Regions from separate parts of the Oryctolagus cuniculus genome. Here regions 2 and 3 are each linked to region 1. A link is a contact called in public Micro-C data. All regions are on one chromosome and are shown on one strand. The core of a region is the stretch at or near the end of the contact, and the rest is flanking DNA. Distances in the headings are between cores, read along the strand shown. Region 1 holds the start of MANF (mesencephalic astrocyte derived neurotrophic factor). Region 2 holds the start of CISH (cytokine inducible SH2 containing protein). Region 3 holds the start of C10H3orf18 (chromosome 10 C3orf18 homolog).

The links. Hi-C and Micro-C count contacts between places; a contact is called where the count stands out from the background.
Region 2: a contact with region 1 is called in a Micro-C map of ear pinna, with 6 times the contacts expected there. The contact joins the promoter of CISH here to the promoter of MANF in region 1. A contact is called at or near these places in 4 of 6 Hi-C or Micro-C datasets (ear pinna, psoas muscle, skin fibroblasts and 1 more).
Region 3: a Micro-C map of ear pinna shows a contact between it and region 1, with 2.5 times the contacts expected there. The contact joins the promoter of C10H3orf18 here to the promoter of MANF in region 1. A contact is called at or near these places in 2 of 6 Hi-C or Micro-C datasets (ear pinna and an unstated tissue).

The regions. Positions count from the first base shown.
Region 1 is chr10:98,165,205-98,168,186 of mOryCun1.1, forward strand. MANF (mesencephalic astrocyte derived neurotrophic factor) reads right to left here and starts at 1,680. Exons shown (of 5, transcript XM_051852398.2): 1 at 1,628-1,680; 2 at 1,439-1,626; 3 at 687-814; 4 at 1-10. The coding sequence starts at 1,665. It overlaps DOCK3 (dedicator of cytokinesis 3), which reads right to left. Exons shown (of 54, transcript XM_051852375.2): 54 at 2,554-2,982.
Region 2 is chr10:98,726,154-98,729,559 of mOryCun1.1, forward strand. It overlaps CISH (cytokine inducible SH2 containing protein), which reads left to right and starts at 1,300. Exons shown (of 3, transcript XM_002713219.5): 1 at 1,300-3,406.
Region 3 is chr10:98,766,639-98,769,667 of mOryCun1.1, forward strand. It overlaps C10H3orf18 (chromosome 10 C3orf18 homolog), which reads left to right and starts at 1,292. Exons shown (of 5, transcript XM_051852410.2): 1 at 1,292-1,424. HEMK1 (HemK methyltransferase family member 1) reads right to left here and starts at 1,741. Exons shown (of 15, transcript XR_011379519.1): 1 at 1,628-1,741; 2 at 290-682; 3 at 1-49.

The DNA.
Region 1 (2,982 bases), core at 430-2,929:
TGTAGTAGCACTGCAGCAAGAAAGGACAACAGCTGAGCCATCTCCTCCGAAACACGCTGCCGTCCACAGGTCCTCGCTGCCAGGGCCTCACTTTTTGGTGTCCTGCCTGTACTGGCGGTCAGCTTCAGTCCTTGCAAGCCCTGGTCTCTATGCACGTGCTTGGTCCTAGAGCTGCCATTCACCGATGAACTTAAGAGTTGCCAGGGTTCAAACCTTTAACAGAATGATAGACAAACCAGAGACTTCCAGAGCAACTAACGCTACAAAAGCCCTGCCCTAGGGCTACCTGTCCTCCACGGGGCTCTGGCTGCTCTGGGAGCACCTCACACACTCTGGCTCCCGGGGGCTCACCGGGCTGCTCCCTCAGCCTGCGGTGCCCTTACCTCACCTCAGTGACGCCGCCTCCTCAGAGATCTCTCTGGACCCTTCTGTCTAAGTCCATACCCACCCTCTCCACCAAACACTCTGATCTGTTATCCGACGCCCCACCCACTGTGGTGTTTCTCCCTATACGCCCAGTGCCCAGCACATAGTAAGTGCTTAACAAATCCTAACAGGGCTAGGACATATCACAAGAACAGGTGCTGACCGGTGAGGCGGAGAGGCCAGGCCATGCCTCTGAGCTAGAAGCTGCCTGACAGCTCAGGGGGAACCCGAGCCGGGCCGGCGGGGCGCCAGCTACTCACCAGCCGATTCTCCTTGCCTCTTGCCTCGCGGCAGAACTTCACAAGCTCTTTTTCAATAGTGGCTGGGGAGAAGGTGACATCTCTGTCTTTGAGGTCCTGGTAGAACCTTCCCAGGTAGGAGATACACACTGAAAAAGACAAGTTGGGGAGAGGATGTCAGCCATCACCCAGCTGTCCCCGATCCACTACAATCATGGGAGGTTTCTCCTTCCCTGGCTTTTCTCAGGTGTCCACGCGAGGACAGAAGCCAGCTCCAGGTTGCTCGGGTACCCTGGTACGCCCAGGGCTGACGGGGCACGAGCTTATCACCCTAACGACCACAGAAGCTCCTCCCGACATCTTTCCTTCAGTCCAAAGTGCACAAGTGTCCTTGAGACAGGACTCACTGTGACCTCATAAATGGATCCACGGACGGCGGGAGAGAAACGATCACGGTGGAAACGGCCATTCCCAATGCAACACTGAACCCCGACTCGCGGCCCTCGCACCGCTCCCGGGAGCTTCCGGACAGCGATGAGAAGGGACAAAAACTCCGGCGTGATGTGGCTTTCAGGCCAGGTTCTCGGCACGCTCTACTCTCAATGCTCCCTCAGCGGGCCAGTGTTTTCTAGGCCGGCGTCTGCGGCCCTTCCTCAGGCGGACCCCGCCGGGCCCCGTGGCCGCCGCCCCCGCCCGTCCTGGCCCTGGCCGCTGGGTGGTTTGGCGGTGTCCAGCGCCGCTACCAGGCCAGCGGCGGAGCGCGGCCCCCGCACCTTCGCAGTCTCCCGGCCGCAGCGCCCGGTTGCCCGGCAGCACGCTCAGGGCCAGCGCCACCGCCAGCCCGTGAGTGGCCCACATCCTCCTCTACCGCCGCCGCCGCCGCCGCCGCCGACCGACTGAACCGCACCCGCGCCGCCGCGCCGCCTCCAAGTCCCGGCCGCGCGCCGTAGCTCCCCATTGGCGGGCGGCCCCGGCGCCCTCCCATACGCCGCGTTCCCATTGGTCCACGTGCCACGGAGCCCAGACGGGCGGCTCCACGCTACCCTTCCCCATTGGTTGGTGGCACTTTAGCCCTAGACAGTTGTCGGCCGCTGATTGAACCCGGGCCGCCCGCAGGAAGCGCTGCGGCTGCGACGGAAGTTGCATGCGCCTCCATCTTGGGTAGGGGCAATCGCCTTGGCGGAAGCCGGTTGCCGCGGGATCCAGTGTGGTCCGGATTCCTTGAATCCGCTGGGTTGTCTCGCATTTCCCTTGCCCTAGGGTCCACGCCTTCCCCAAAATACCTGCGGCTCTCTCCGTCCAGGGATCCGACTCGCGGCGCAGGTTAAGAGTCCTGGGGTCAGCAGAGACCCTACAGGGCAGGCGGGGAAACGGGGGAGGCGGCAGGCTAGGCTTGGAAGAGTTTTCTTTTCCTTTTTTTTTACAACAATCACGTGGGCGGGAGACCCAGCCTTTGGAAGAGTAGGCTGAGGCTCAGGTGCTTGCGTGCCTGCCCCGGCTGACCCGAGTGCGCCCTTCCCGGACCTGCGGAGTGGACAGACTGTCGCGCTGCAGAGCCAAGGCCGGCCCAGCCGGGCTGCCCTCGGGACCGCTGAGGTCGGGGGCTTGGCTATCACCCTCGCAAGCCCCGGAAGTGTGCTCTAGGTGGCTGGCTCTCCGCCTCCTGCTTCCCACCTAAGCTCCAGGGCCCTCCTGCGTGGGTCCCGTGGTCAGCGGACAAGCATTGGCGGATGTTTCATCCGGGACTGCCTGCCGAGGCAGACCACGGGAAGGGCTGGCTCAGTGCGGCAGGGACCTGTCCGTGGTGACTAAAAAGGGCTTGGAGCCCGGCGGCAGGGGCTGAGAGAGACCTGCGCTGCTCCCGTTCAGTGAATTCAGTGGATCGGTATCAGGTATTCATCTTTAATTCACATCACAGCAGTCAGGGCAGGGAGGGGGAGAAATCAAGTGGCAGATATTTACATCTAAAATTCACATTACTTACTTGCTGGGTTTATAACATGCTACCACAATATATACAGTAAAATACCTTTTGGGACACTGGTACAAATTTTTTCCTTTTAACTTTGCTTTTCTGGTACAGGTAGGATCATTTGTAAGTCACTTTTTCTTTAAACATGAGTACATAAAAGAAATGGTTAGAAGTCTTCTTGTTTTAAATAAGCACAGAATGCCAGAGATTAAAAACACATTTATAGGGCTGAATACCAATTGGACATCACACTCTATACATTTTTTGCTCAAATTCCTGTACAAATACACAGCATTCAAATAGGTATTTACAAATAAGCTTTAAAGAATGAGAACCAGTGTTTCA
Region 2 (3,406 bases), core at 50-2,549, 560 kb after region 1:
CGGCCTCCAGCAGGGCCCGGCCGCTTCCGCCCTCCTTGGCGGGCAGGCGGCTGGCGCGCCCAGCTCCCCAGGCTCCACCAAGCGCCGGCGAAGTGGCGGGCAGCGCCTGGTTGTTTCGTTCGTCCTAGGTGCCCCCCCCCCCGCTCTGGCGACCCTCCCCTTCCGTACCCTTGGCTCCTGGCCCACCTCGGTCGATGGCCTTTGGGGACAGTAAATCCTGGTTTACCATCTGCTCAGACCCACAGCCTTTCACCCCTGCTCGCCGCCCCCTCCTCCGTGAGAGATTTCTCTGCTAGCCCTGCAGCGTTCCGATCCCGGCTTAAACTACCTGGCCTGTTGTGAGCAGGTGTTCTCAACACAGACCAACGCTCATTTTACAAAGGAAACTAAAGCCCCCGGAGGAAAAATATCTTGTCTAGAGCCCCAGGGAGCCTGGCTGTGGTTGTCTCTTGGTACAGGACCTCCCACCCCAATCCCCAAACTGGACGAGAACCCGAGGGAGGAGACGCGCTCGGCACAGGGTCTTTGCGCGGGCCTCTGCCGCCATCTACAGGCCATTCTCAGGACTGCACGCACTGCAACTTCTACCCAAAGGTGTCTGTCTCCTGTCCTCGACCAGCTTTAGAATTGCGAATCCACGGGCGCCTTCCTCCCTGCCCTCCGCCCAACACACACGCTGACACACTCTGACCGGGCTGTGAGTGGGAACCTGGTGCCCTTCTGCCTAGGTAACCGCCTCCCCTGTGCCTGATGACCCCTCTGAGTGTGGGGATGAGCAAGTGAGTGAAGAGCAGCCGCTGCTGGTGGGTAGCCACGGTGTGCAGGGTTGATGGCCCTGCCGGTCCCCGCAGGCAACCTCCAAGCCAGCAGCGTTCTGTGAAGCCAGGGACCCTAGGCAGTAGCCTCAGCTGACCACACTGAACCCTGCTTGCAGACCAGAGGCTCTGCTGAGACCCTCCGTGAATCCACTGAGACCAGAGCAGGGAGGACAGACCTGAAATCAGCAGCTTTCCTGACAGTGCCCCCATTCCAAACCCCAAGTACAACGTCGGGGCCAGGCTCTTACCCTCAAACCATGGGCTCCCCGCCTGATCCCTGCCTCCACACACACATCTACACATGCAGGCATGCACACATATGCTCACACGTGGACACAACACACCCACGCACACATGCATACACTCTCACTTGCATTTATGCCTAGCTGTCCCCAGCATTAGTGTCCCTTTGCCCTGCCTGAGAATCAGATCTAGATTCCACGGCTCTGGGGGAAACCCTGTGACCCAAACATTCATACTGCTGGGGGGCTGGAGAAGGCTCTGCCCTTTGGAGACAGCTGGCTGGAGTCCAGCGAACGTGAGGCTAGAGTCCCACAGGTGATGAGCTCGGGAGCTGAGGGTGGAGGCTGTTTCCCTCTCTCAGCCAAGAACATCTCAGAGCACGCTCAGAGATGTCTTCTTTCTTTAAAGCAGAATTAGATTACAACTGCTCTTGAGACTGTATAATTGTATTGCTAAGCTAGTCTCTTTTTTATTAAAATGTGTAATCACATAAGTAAAACTTGCTGGGCGTGATCAACTCAAACTGCACAGAAATGTAAAAAGTAAACAGTGCCGACAGATGCCCCTCTGCGCACAGTCCTCACGGGGGTCCATCACAGATGGCTGTTTTGCAGCATCCACCTGCATCACTGACACTCAGATGTGGCGTCCCCTCCATGCTCACGTCCCAGCAACCCCTGCCACACCCACCTTCCCAATGGTGGAAGAGTCTGTCCGTGGACAACTGGGCCTGGGCAAAGGAGGGGTCGTGGTGGCAGATCCCACCACCGGGCCTCCACGATGACTGTGTGTCCATGGGGACGAAGAGCAAGGTGTTTGGAAGAGCTTGTAGTGACAAAGGAGTCCAGAAAGTGAGCCCCAGAATGAGGGGCTGAATCCCCCCATGCATCCACGTGGACTGCCCTTCAGAGAAGGCGGGCTGCACTGGCAGGAGGACAGAGACCAGATGCGGAAGGCATTGCTGTGCAGAGGGGTCCTCCTGGAAGAGACCGTCTGTGGAGGTTCCGCTGCTGAGGCCACCAGAGGGAGTGCCACAGGGTGGCAGTGCAGGCCCAGCAGTCAGAGTGGGAGCTCCCGGGGCACAGGTGGGGCAGAAGAGGTGACAAGGATCCAGTAGGAGAGGCGCACAGGACCGGCGGGCGGGCAGCTAAGGCAGAAGAGGAGCACGCTGTTCCTAGCAGGCAGGTGTCAAAGTCACAAAACATGGATGGAGGCCAAAGCCCCTGGCACCCTTTGGTTTACCCTCGGCCCCCTGGAGAGGATGTTTTCAAGGGGACACCTTTGGTGCTCCAACACTGACTGGTCACGCCCAGGGAAGCTTCATGGAAGACCCCAAAGCTGACACCTAAAGGATACCTGGGAGCAGGGACGTCACGGACACCTGGAGAGGAAGTCTGGGGTGGGGGGGGTCGCTTAATGCCACCCCACTACTCAGTAGCCGTGAGATCCAGGGTACACTGTACTCTCTCTGAGCCTCAGTTCCCTTGCTTGTACCTGCGACAATGAAGTGAGACTGGCATGGAAAGTGTGTTCAGTGAAGCGGTCACAGAGAGGGGACGGTGGAGTCCCAGGGTGGAGCTGGGGATCTGGCCCACAAAGACCCAGGTTCAAACCCACGGCTCTGCTGCACAGCAAGTGTGGAGTGCCTTTGACTTCATAGTCGTAGGGCAGCGGACCGTTCCCACTGCAGAGGGAGGGCCCCACTCCGGGGGTGAGGCATCCATCCCACCGCACCCTTGGCTTCCCATCAGCAAAATCACAGAGAACTAGGTCCCCTAGAGTAACTTCTCATCTTCATCATTTTTTTTCCCGTTTCACAGGGTTTTGTGGTAAGGTCCCATTTGTCCTGTGCCCCAGCCTGGACAGGACAAGCTGAGCCCTGTCTGCCCGGGGAAAGCCCGGACACTGCCACTCAGGCCTCTAACTACTGCCCGGGGCTGTCATCCCTGCCCTGCACATCACAGCTCACCTCCTTCCAAGGAGACCTGAGGGCACACACTGGGCACGGGGCCAGGGAGCCAACCTAGCCCACTCCAAGTCCCATCCCTTCCCAGTCCTGGTTCTAGAGGTTGGGGGAGGCCTGCACAGACCCCACAGTGCCTTAGAGTACTCCCCAGTAAACTAAAAATGCAGGAGGGGGTCAGGGTGTGAGCTAGGGTCAAGCTCTGGCTCTGTCTTTTCCTAGCAACCCACTTCATCTCGCCAGGAACAGGCAAGGGAATCTGATTCCGGCCCGATCATCTCATCTGCACAATGGTGGCGGTACCAGCTGTCCAAGGATCCAATGTCGCCAGCACCGTGGGGAGTCAGCTGTCCCAGCTCCACCCCCTGCCTCTGTCACCAAC
Region 3 (3,029 bases), core at 42-2,541, 600 kb after region 1:
GCCAAGGGGTCAGGGGCTGGGTCCAAAGAACCGGCTTCAGGCTCTGAAACTATCCCCGTAGAGAAGGTGAGCTGCTGGCTCCCATGGTCCAGAGGCCACAACCCAGGTTCCGAATGCAGACAATGCCTACGGGCCCCGCTCTGGTCACCTTGGCCGTTCCTGAACCCCTGGTGCCTGGCACACACACACTGGACTCATTTGTTGAATAAATATCTGACATTCCTTCAGAAAATGCCACCCGTCTCAGCTAAGCACATAGTGAAGCCCTCCTACCAACAGTGCACTTAACTGTTTTGGCTCCAAGGACGTGAGCCACGATGTACTCGCTGGATTCCCGGGCCTCAGGGATGCCTCTCTTCTCAAATACCTCCGTCCAGTGGCTGACCTGCCCTGTGGCACTCAACAGCCCAGCTAAGGCCGGATGGGGTTGCCGTGAGCTGCAAGTCCTGCCCCGGGAGCCTCCCGTCCTGCCTTGGCAGGACAGCAGGGGCCTCAGCACTCGGCCCCAAAGTTTCACGTCCCAGGAAAGGGCTTTCCTGAGTGCCCCCATGTTCTGAAACCCCCTGGTGCTAGAAGCTGCTGAGGTAAGTACTGAGAGTGACCCCTGGCCCCGGCGGGGTGGATGGAGCAGTCACAGGCTCTGGCTCTCCAGAATGGCTTGTTCCTCAGCCACGGCTGCCACCTGGAGGGATGAAGGGGAGAAGCGGGTGAGCACTTGGGCCGTGTGGGACAAGCACGCTTCTGCTCTGTCACCTCTTGACTCCTTACAGATCCTCACCCATCTGCTTGATTCTTCTTGTCTTGGCCAGTTCTGTTTTCTCCAAGTTTTTAGTTGAAGAGGACTGAACCTTAGTTCAATACCTGCTGAAAAAGAGGCTGGTGGTGGGTCAGGGCATGGGTTTGGAGGTAGGATAGATCTGCATGTGACCCAGTGTAAGTGACCTTGACCTGGGGCAAACCATTATTGCTGTATTTGTTTCCTCATTCGTGAAACAGAAATAGCACCGATGCCATGTTGCAAAGTAGGAATATCAGGGGCCGGGAAACCAGCTCCGCACATAGCAGGGACTCAACATTGCTAATTTAACTAATGTTACAAAAGACAGGAGGCTCTCCTTTCTGGGGAGCTTTGCTTCAGACATTTGCATGAACTGCCACTGTTTGGATGCTGGAAATTTCCCTTTAACTTAACCTAATATCGGCATAAACTGCCAGCTAAAAAAGTTGAGAATGTTATAATCCAAGTGTCACAAGTAAGTTTAACTGAAGGTTGAAAATCAGTGGTCCCTGTTACTTCCAGAGAGACTAGGGTCCAAACCAGCATTTACCCAGCAGCACCTGCCAAACGCCAACATCCTCAGAGGCAGCAAGGCTCAAGAGGGGAAGCGACTTGCCTGCGGACACCCCGCCAGAAACCTTCCCAGGTAGGACACGAACTCGGGTGCGCCTGACTCCAGACGCGGAGCTGTACACCCCGGCGCCACCGCACCGTCACTGACTCAGAGGACGCCCCCTCCCCCGCTCTGAGGCTGCTTCCCCATCAGTACTGTGGAGGACGAAGCCAGACAGGTCTCAAGGGTGTTGCAGTCTAGGAGCCCTCATCCCAATCCCTAACTCTAATGCATACCTGTCAAAGGGGTTGCCCCACCCACCCACCGGGAGAACCGGCCCTGGAGATCCGGCCCGGAGATAAGCGCCCGGATGTGCGTAGTCTTCAGGGCGCTCCCTCATAAGCCCCGCTTCCGGGCTGGGAAGCTGAGAAAGGGCTCGGGCAGACCCGTTTTCCCTGCTCCAGGGTTCCTACTGCTGCTGAGTTGTTCCCCCCACCCACCCCGAGACCCCAGCGGAGGGTGGGAAGGCTGTGAACTCCACGCCCACCATACCCGTAAACCCATAAGCCGAAAAGTACAGGGATGGGGGAAGTGTGTTGGCGGAACCCCATAGCTGGCCGGAACGGGGGCGTGTCACCGACGGACCGGCGATCCGGGGCCTGGACGCGACGTCGGGGGCGTGGCCTAGCGTAGCCGGTGCGACAGAACGAGCCGTGCGCCGGGTTCCCGAGTTGGGGGCGGGTTTTAACCCGCTCACTTCCGATCAGGATTTGGAGCAGGGAACTGGAAACCGAATGCCGAAGACGTGAGTTCGAATCCTAAAAGTTGGAGACTCGTCGCCAGGCCTTGTCCAGGTACCTAGTCCTCTCGGGGCCTCAGTTGCTGCTCTTATAAAATTCATGGCAGCGTCCCACAAAGCGTGGCTTGTCACCGCCAAGCACCAGAATCTACCATTAACTAGAACACTGTTTACTACTATTAAACACGTGGCTCGCCGTGTTATGTCCCGGACCAGGGGAGCCTCGGAGAGCCGCGTCTCTACCTGGCAACCCCGTAATCCCCATAAGCGCCTTTGAAAACCTGCGGATTAAAGGCTCTCTGAGGACTTCGCCGTTGAGATGACCACGCCAAGGACGTTAGCGATCGTGAAGGGTTGGTTGTATGTCGGCCTGCCTGGGTCGGGGTGCCCAGTGATGACACCAGCCAGATAACAATACCATCCCGTGCCTAACCTCTCTGGACTGAAGACTCCCCACTTCTAGCCAAGGGGCCCCCACACCAGACCCGCCACCACGGTAGGAAGCAGAGGCCAGGGAGCTTGCCCAAGGTTACAAAGTCAGCAGAGGGCCGGGCCAGAGTTCAGCCTAGGCTGAAAGACTCTCACGCGTTAGCCTGTGTTTTGGGAGCGCGAGTCTGCGCGGCGCAGGGCTGGTCTCGAGTCCTGGACCGAGAAGGGCCTGGCCCCCCACAGCCCCTCGCCCGACCTTGGCGCGTGCCACAGGGCGGAAAGGTGGTCTCGGGGAACCAAGACCTAGCTCCAAAATCCAGGCTCCCTGCTCCCGGCTCCTGCTGGGGGCGGGGCCGGAGCCGAGCGACAGGCTAGCGGGCCAATACCGGGCGGGCTCTAGAGCTGGTAGCCAATCGAGGCCTGGGGGCGCGGAGCGGCCGGGAGGTGAGGTGCTGGAGCTTCGGGGCTCC